Regions from separate parts of the Gossypium hirsutum genome. Here region 2 is linked to region 1. The links are chromatin contacts, called in public Hi-C maps. All regions are on one chromosome and are shown on one strand. Each heading gives the region's core, a stretch centred on a gene start, on an enhancer-like site or on the middle of the called end of the contact. The rest is flanking DNA. Distances are from core to core; before and after follow the strand shown.

Region 1 (3,825 bases), core at 696-3,195:
CAATAATGAAAACTTGTTACAAATTCATCCATTGAACAAACTGATGCATGGTTTAACTAAATCAAGCTCCCATGATAATAAATCTATAAAAATTTACAAGAAAAAGGTTTGGTTACCTTGTTAGATTTTTTGTTGAATGCTTAAGAGAAGTAGGAAGCTTTCTTTGTTTCTAACAATGGTGGATGGTGAGAAGAATGAAGACAATGGTGGTTTCATCCTCTTATTTAGTTTTTATACTTAGATTAAGTTTAGTTTAATCTTAATTAATTAGTTTAATTAATGAATTAATATACATTAGTTAGTTATTAATTAAGTTTAATGGAAAAAAATCGTCATCATCCACTATCCACTAACTAAAATTGATTTATTAACCATTTTAGTCCTTTGGTCAATTGCTATCTAAGTCCCCAAGCCTTTTTTCAATTAAAACTCAATGACGATTGGACTTTTACAATTTAGTCCATGAGCTTTAATTAACTAATTTTTCGGCTAAATTGCTTAATAGAATTTCAATATATTTTTATATTAACTCCGTAAATATTCCTATTTATATTTACGGACTTGGCTTATGAAAATGGGATTCCAAACTATATTTTTTGATACTACTGGAATTCGGGTCATTACACTTAAACTCATCAAGAAAACTCAAAATCGAAACTCTTTAACACTAGAACAAAAAATAACATGAATAGAGAGAAAAATAGAGAAATTGTTCAAATAATGCAAAAATCCACTTCTTAAAAGTTTAATGACATTTTAAGGACTTGAAAACATTGAATTTCTTCTAAAAATCTTTCAAGAATCATCAAAATCCAAAAGTCCTCTTTAATAGAAAATGAATGTAAATTGCAAAAACATAGGAATCAAGCATATAAAATTAAGAAGAATGATGAAACAATTAAGAAAATGTGTTTACCTTGGTAAAAAAAATAATTGGCTAAATTTATGATTGTGCACTGAAAAATCTATCAATATTTTTTTAGGTATAATGATATATTTATCCTTCAATGTTTACATGTTCTATCAATTTAGTTATTATTCTATTTTTAGCTCAATTTAAACACTAACCTTTCAAAACAATTAAATAGTTTTTTTTTTTAAAAATGTTGATTAAAACATTAGTTTTTAAAAATATTGGTGTGACAACCGACGTGACAATTCGCTTGCACTTCATAGTTACAAATAATTTAAAAATTGTAAAAAGATATTAAAAATCAAATTTTAAAAAAATATATAAAAAGTTCATAAAATTTAAAAAAATACATAAAATAAACATGAGTTGCTATGTTTGAAATTTAATATTTTAGCCGGCATTTTTATTAGAAATAAATTTGACTATTTTTCAAAAGACTAATGGTTAACTTTAATTCTTTTTAAAATATTAAAAGTTAAATTTAGCTAAATTAAAAAAAAGATATAAATGTTAATAGCTAAATTTAATATTATGTATTTTATTTATTAATTTTTTATATAATATTTAATATCATCTATAACACTTCTAAAATTTTTTAAATAAAATAATAAATACACTTCAACATATTAAGCTCATATACTCACCCACCGAATTAAAACTCGTTGAATTGGTTTTGGTATATGTGTTTAACCATCACCAATAAATTCATAAAAGAAGTTATAATTAAATGTGGGAACCGGGTAGTGTAAAAGAGTCATTTTAAGGGAAGGGGATTGAGTTGAGAGCGAGGTAAGCAGAGGAAGGGGGGCAATTTGGCCAGATGAAGCAAGAAAAGACACGTCTGTAATAAAAAAACAGACAAGTAGGCAGTTGAAGTTTAAATAAAAATAGACACATGGGGGGAAGGCTTTTTCAATCAACTCAAACTCTCCAAGCATTCATTAATTAAATTTAAGAAAAAGGCAGACACAGTCTTAGCTCTCCCCTTCCTCTCATTGGCTGCTTTCTTGACTTTCTCCAACAGCTGGGACCCCTTTATATCTCCAATTACACGCCCCCTCTTATGCTTTATTATTATTGTAGAGAGAAAGAGAGGATTAGGTGGTGGGGCCCACAAGGGTCGAGGCGAATCCTCTTTAACGCTAGAAACAAAAAACAATTTGCAAATATTTTTAGAAGTCTATTATATTTTGACATGTGTACAGTCATTAACTATTCTTTATTTATTTATTTCTCAAGTAAATAATTTATAAATAATAATAATAATAATCCCAAAGTAAATTGCTTTTACGGTACAGGGAATTGCACGTACGTCGGATGGACGCCCTGCCGCCGGCTCTCCTCGTCCTCACTTTTAACTGTCTCTCCCCCGACACGTACTAAATTACTTTAACCTTTTATTTGTTTGAGGTTGAGTTTTGTTTTTAAATATTTTTGTCATTTTATTTGATCTATGTTTAATAATTTTTTATTTAAATTTAATATAAAATATAAAAATTAGTCATTAAACTAAGATTAAGATTACATTAAAAAATTCATAAAAATTTTATCAAATTCATAACAACATATACTATTACTATTATAAACTTACTTTCATGAACATATAAGAGATTAAAGGTCAATTTTTCATTATTTAGAAAAAGTATTTCTGACTCCAAAAATACTTTTAAAAAAAAGTTGTGCAGAACAAACTGCTTTAGGCTGAAATTTTTAGCTTTTTAGAAGTACTTTTCAAAAGCACTTCTGAAAAGGAGAAGCCAAAAATTTTAGTTTTTCCTTTCTTAAAAATATTTTTGGTGCTTAATTACTTTTTCACCCCTCCAATAACATAGTACTTTCATTTTTTTCTTGGTGCTTAATTACAAATGTGTTAAAATCATTAATTAAAAATAAAAAATATTTTTTAAAATACTAATTACAAATATTTAATGGTTATATTTAAATATTTAAAATATAGTTTATATATTCTAATTAAATTTTATAAATAATTAATATTTATTGCTTAAAAATATTTAAAATTTATATTTCATATATTAAAATATTAACAACAAGCTATAATAATTTTTGTATATTCTTACTAAAATATAATAATATTAACTAATTTAAATATTATTTAAATACATATTTGTTGCTTGATAATAACATGTCTAAAATAGATATTTTATTTCACAAAAGCACTTTTTGACAACAATGTTAAACACTCAATAAATATAATGGTGGTAAAAGATGAAACAAAAATTTAGATTTGAACTTCTGGAAAGGGTGAATTATTTGTCTAAGACCACGTTTGTTGAGAAAGGTAAGAGATGAGTGCCCATGAAATTAAGGTATTGACTTTGGTTTCCTTCTCTAAGGTAAGATTTAATATGATAAAAGTGATCACTTTTTTAAAAAATTAATCAGTTGGAAAATGGTTTCAACGTTTAGTTTGTCAATTATTTTTACTTTCTTTGGAATCTTTTCTGTGGGAGCTTCTTTCCATAAACGTAATAATGTTATTCTCATGATAAAAGGCGAGAAAGTTATTTCTCTATATATATTGGAAAGTTAAAAAATATATTAAGACAAATTTAACTCTATTTTATATTGGTTTAGGGTATTAGTCTTAATAAACATTAAAAAAAAGAAGCTAGTCTCCTTTCTCTTTCCTATAACTTGATTCTCTCTATTACTTCAATAGATTTTTTGCAAGTAAATTTTTATTTTATTTTATTTTTATATGCATATTTAATCATCTATATAATATATTATTTACATATTGTATTTATTTTCTATTGTTTCTCTCTCTCTTTCTTTTCGATGTCGTTACCTCTTATGTATTTGTAAAATTAACTATCTTTTCTCAATTCCAGATAACATGAAAAAAGATTATGTAAAAGGTTTGCATAACGAATCTATTTAATGGACTTTCA
Region 2 (3,825 bases), core at 514-3,013, 120 kb before region 1:
CTTTTTCCCTATTTGAACTCTGTTTTGGTTGTGAAAGTAGCTGTTTTTCTTTTTATTGATTTCGAAAAATCGCCATTTACACTGTATGGCTTTTTTATATCCGAATGAAAAATAAAAGAAATCAAGAAACAAATTTTGTTTGATTCGATCTGATTTGATTTGATTTTCTTTCCTTTCTTGTGTTTGCAGGTGCAGATTGTGAAGATCCGGAGCTTCGCTTGGCTCGGTTGCGGCACTGTTGAAGATTTGAAGCCCTAGGGTTTCATCCGTTTTGGGCCATTGTAATTTGGGCCACCGCTTTGCTTTGGTTTGGGCCTTGTAGCCCGTTTGTAATTGGACACTATGAATTATTTTATCTATTTTCTTTTTGCATTTACTGGACCGGGCAAATTGGGTGTTACAAGAATTAATTATTATAATGTATAATTAATAAATGAAATATACCAAGATTTAAATAAAAAGAAATTGAAATAAAATTCTATAATGAGATTTAAATTAAAATAACATTTGTACAAATGATCAATAAGTGTGGTGTAATAAGACGCATTGTATTTTTAAGGAGAGACATAAATTAAAATTTTAGAGATGATATTTTTAGAAGGAACATCATCAGCCTTGAACATAAACTGCAAAACAAATATAAAAATACTAAAATAATTGAACAAATGCTATTATTAACAATATTTGTTTAATTTTAATTTAGTTTGTAGAATTTAAAATAAACTAGTGATGATAGATGAAATAATTTTTATTTTTTAATATTTAAAAAAGGAAAACTTGATCAATAATTTTAAAGCTATTAATGCAAATGAGAGATAGGGGTTATTTATATATTAATTGTGATAGAGAGTTGTTTACTTTCGATATAATCTAAACAAGTTTAAGACATGATTTAATAGCAAAACCACCAAGTCCTCAACAACTTTTGTTGGGTTTTATTAATTGGGGGGGGGGGCAAATATAAATAAATAAATAAATAAATATGCACATCTTTTCCTTTATCAGTGGGTGAAGAGATTGGGTAGAACCATTTTTGTTGCATTGTGGTCCATGCATGCTTTTAATTTAATTATTGGGGCAAACGAGCATGAATCATGTGGAATTAAGCACCGCCCGCAGTGTTTTGAAAAAAAATTGGTGCTAAAGTTTGAAAGATTTGTTTTAAATTGTCTATAAGCATTGGTTAATTTAGGTTTTTTGTATTTAATTATGTTTTAGGAAAGTTTTTATTTATTTATTTAGCATTTCAAAAACAATAATTTAGCCGGTAGAAATTAGGTTCTTTAAACTTCAAAATAACATTCTTATAAAAGCTTTTAGCAAAATTGAAAAGGAAAAGAGAAGTTCATGTCGCTTATTATTTAAATTATTTTAAGTTTTTTTTATTGAGTTAATTCAAGATAATTATTGCAGTTTATTATTTAGTTTTGTGCTTATAACAGTTCGATATTGTTAAATGAATGATAATTTAGTATTTGTAATGTTTTTTTTTGAACATAAAATGATCACAAGGGTTAACTCGTTTTATTAAGTAACATCACTAATTACAGTATTATGAATTTACTTAAGATAATCCATTTCGAAAAACCACATTTTAGCTTCCCTACACGTTACAAATTAAGTTTGCTACATTATTACAAGACCGGTTTGACCAAATTAATTTGGTTGATTTAAAATTGTTGAAAGCAGCTATACATTCTTTGATGCGCGCGCTGATGATGGTGACATCCATACCATTATTTCTTAATTTGTTGACAAGGCTCGCGTGATCTGTTTCAAATATCACATTCCCTTTAATGTTCAGTTGACCCGCCAGCTGTATACTTTTTTCAAACGCCATGCATTCAGCTTCATGTACCGACACCCTTGTTTCAATAAAACCCCCCCACCACCGAAAACGAAACAGTCGTCCCTTACAATCGCCCCTTACCCCAATTCTGTTAACCCCTACAGTAGTGTCGAAATTGATTTTTACAAATCCCTTAGGAGGTTTTTCCCATTTCTTAAGCGCAATATTAGGTGAGAGCAGCGGTTCCTTAAGCAGATTGCAAATGCGGAAATCTTTGTTCAGAGTGCTAGCCCTCTCCCAAATGACCGTAGCTTCCTCTTCTTTGCCCCTGAAGATGAAGTTGTTTCTATTGCTCCAGGAGTTCCATAAGATTGTCATAAGATTGGCCATTGCTTTCTTGTCAAGGACTCTCATCATATCTTCAAGCCAATCAATACAACAATCATACTGCCTCGACGTAGTGCTCGTATCCCAACCTTGAACGGAGAGAACTTCACGAGAATTAATGCAGTCATTTATGCTCTATGGATCAATCGGCTAGCTTTTCTTCTCATGTCCACCTTTTATGTCCTCCTCCAACAGTATAGGTGTTCTTTTCTCAAAATTATTCTATCATCTTACGTATAGGTTGGTTATACCAGACTGGACAGCTCACGCAATTTTAGTTTTTATCCGGAAAGCTATCAAGTGCAGCGACAATTTTGGACGCAATCTGAAATTCACTTCTGCAACGACATTAATGCAAAAAGATAGAAAAATTAAGGATAAAATAGGCTAGGATTCATTGAGTTATAAAATGCTAAAATGTATGCTAAAGATAATTAAATGGGTATAATTTAACCAATAAGTAAGGGGGGAAACCTATGTTCTTTCTAGTGCTATCACAACCCCAAACTTGAGTTTTTACTTGTCCTCCAGTAAAACAGAAACTACCAAGACTACAAAAATTTTACTAAGGCAAATGATCATTCTAGTAACTTGAACCCTCTAAATTCCCAATGTATGAATCACATTCAAATGAAAGAATATTGCACTAACAATTCATAAGCATGAATGAATAAGGTTGCAACTTCATCAATGCTAGCATCATGCTTCAAGCTAAGTTCTATCTACCATTACAGCATTTATTGTACAATACTAAGTATTTATATATTATATATATACATTTTTTTGTAATAAGGGATATCGTTGCATTACTGTACCATTATTACTGTGAAGTAATGATGGGTTGTAACAAACACTCATGGAGTATGTAATTGTGCCGACACACACTCATGTAGTGATAGTCTTTGGCCAAATTGATTTTCTAATGCTTGTATTGGAGTGTTCCTTTTTTAACATTCTATACTGCACCCACTTTGGAGTGTGTCTAATTTATAACTATATATAAATATATAAGCAGCTGTAAAAAGCAGATTCATTCAAGATTTAAGGAATGATAGCAGTCATCCACTACTAATGCAACCTAATCCATTCATGAAAGAATTGAAGCTACAACCTTCTGTCAAATTTATCCAACTCATTCATTGATAATTCACATGATTCAAGAATTAAGCATCGAATGTAACAAAAATTTTTGAACAATTTTCATTAACTATAATTAAACCATGCATGCTTCATTTTCAAAAAAAATATTTTGAAATGAGGGTGCATTTCCAAGCCCCAAGTTCATTCTCCCAAACTTAAAGTTTGCATTATCCTCAACGCACTGACATGAAAATGTAATGACAACAAAAAAAATGCAATGACAATGTATACTTATCAAAATAAAACTTACAACTACATGCAATGCATGAATACTACAACTAAAGCTTAAAATAAACTAACTCAGTTATCTGCAATAGTCGATGTGGCTGTACGATGTTTCTTTCTTCTCATTTTCTTCTTTTGTTTTTTTATCCTTGAAGCACTTCCTTTTCTTTTCTTTGGGCTTTGCACGATCTTCGGACCGCTCCTCAGTTTTCGGCTCTACCTCGGCATCATCGATTGCTTCCTGTGTAGGAGAGGCCACTTGGAGTGGTCCAGTGTAGACCATT

Evidence for each region. A called contact is a pair of places that touch in the nucleus more often than the background predicts.
Region 2: a contact with region 1 is called in a Hi-C map of hypocotyl, with 3 times the contacts expected there. The contact joins two enhancer-like sites. A contact is called at or near these places in 2 of 34 Hi-C or Micro-C datasets (hypocotyl and leaf).

Annotation. Positions count from the first base shown.
Region 1 is chrD04:32,733,566-32,737,390 of Gossypium_hirsutum_v2.1, reverse strand. No RefSeq gene overlaps it. Among protein-coding and RNA genes, the nearest start is that of LOC121216441, 27 kb to the left of the region's middle. Within about 2 kb of position 1,945, at least 3 of the 9 cell types and tissues checked have an H3K27ac peak or open chromatin away from gene starts, as enhancers often do. A contact at or near this core is called in hypocotyl and leaf, where this site is marked.
Region 2 is chrD04:32,852,874-32,856,698 of Gossypium_hirsutum_v2.1, reverse strand. No RefSeq gene overlaps it. Among protein-coding and RNA genes, the nearest start is that of LOC121216606, 37 kb to the left of the region's middle. Within about 2 kb of position 1,763, at least 9 of the 9 cell types and tissues checked have an H3K27ac peak or open chromatin away from gene starts, as enhancers often do. A contact at or near this core is called in hypocotyl and leaf, where this site is marked.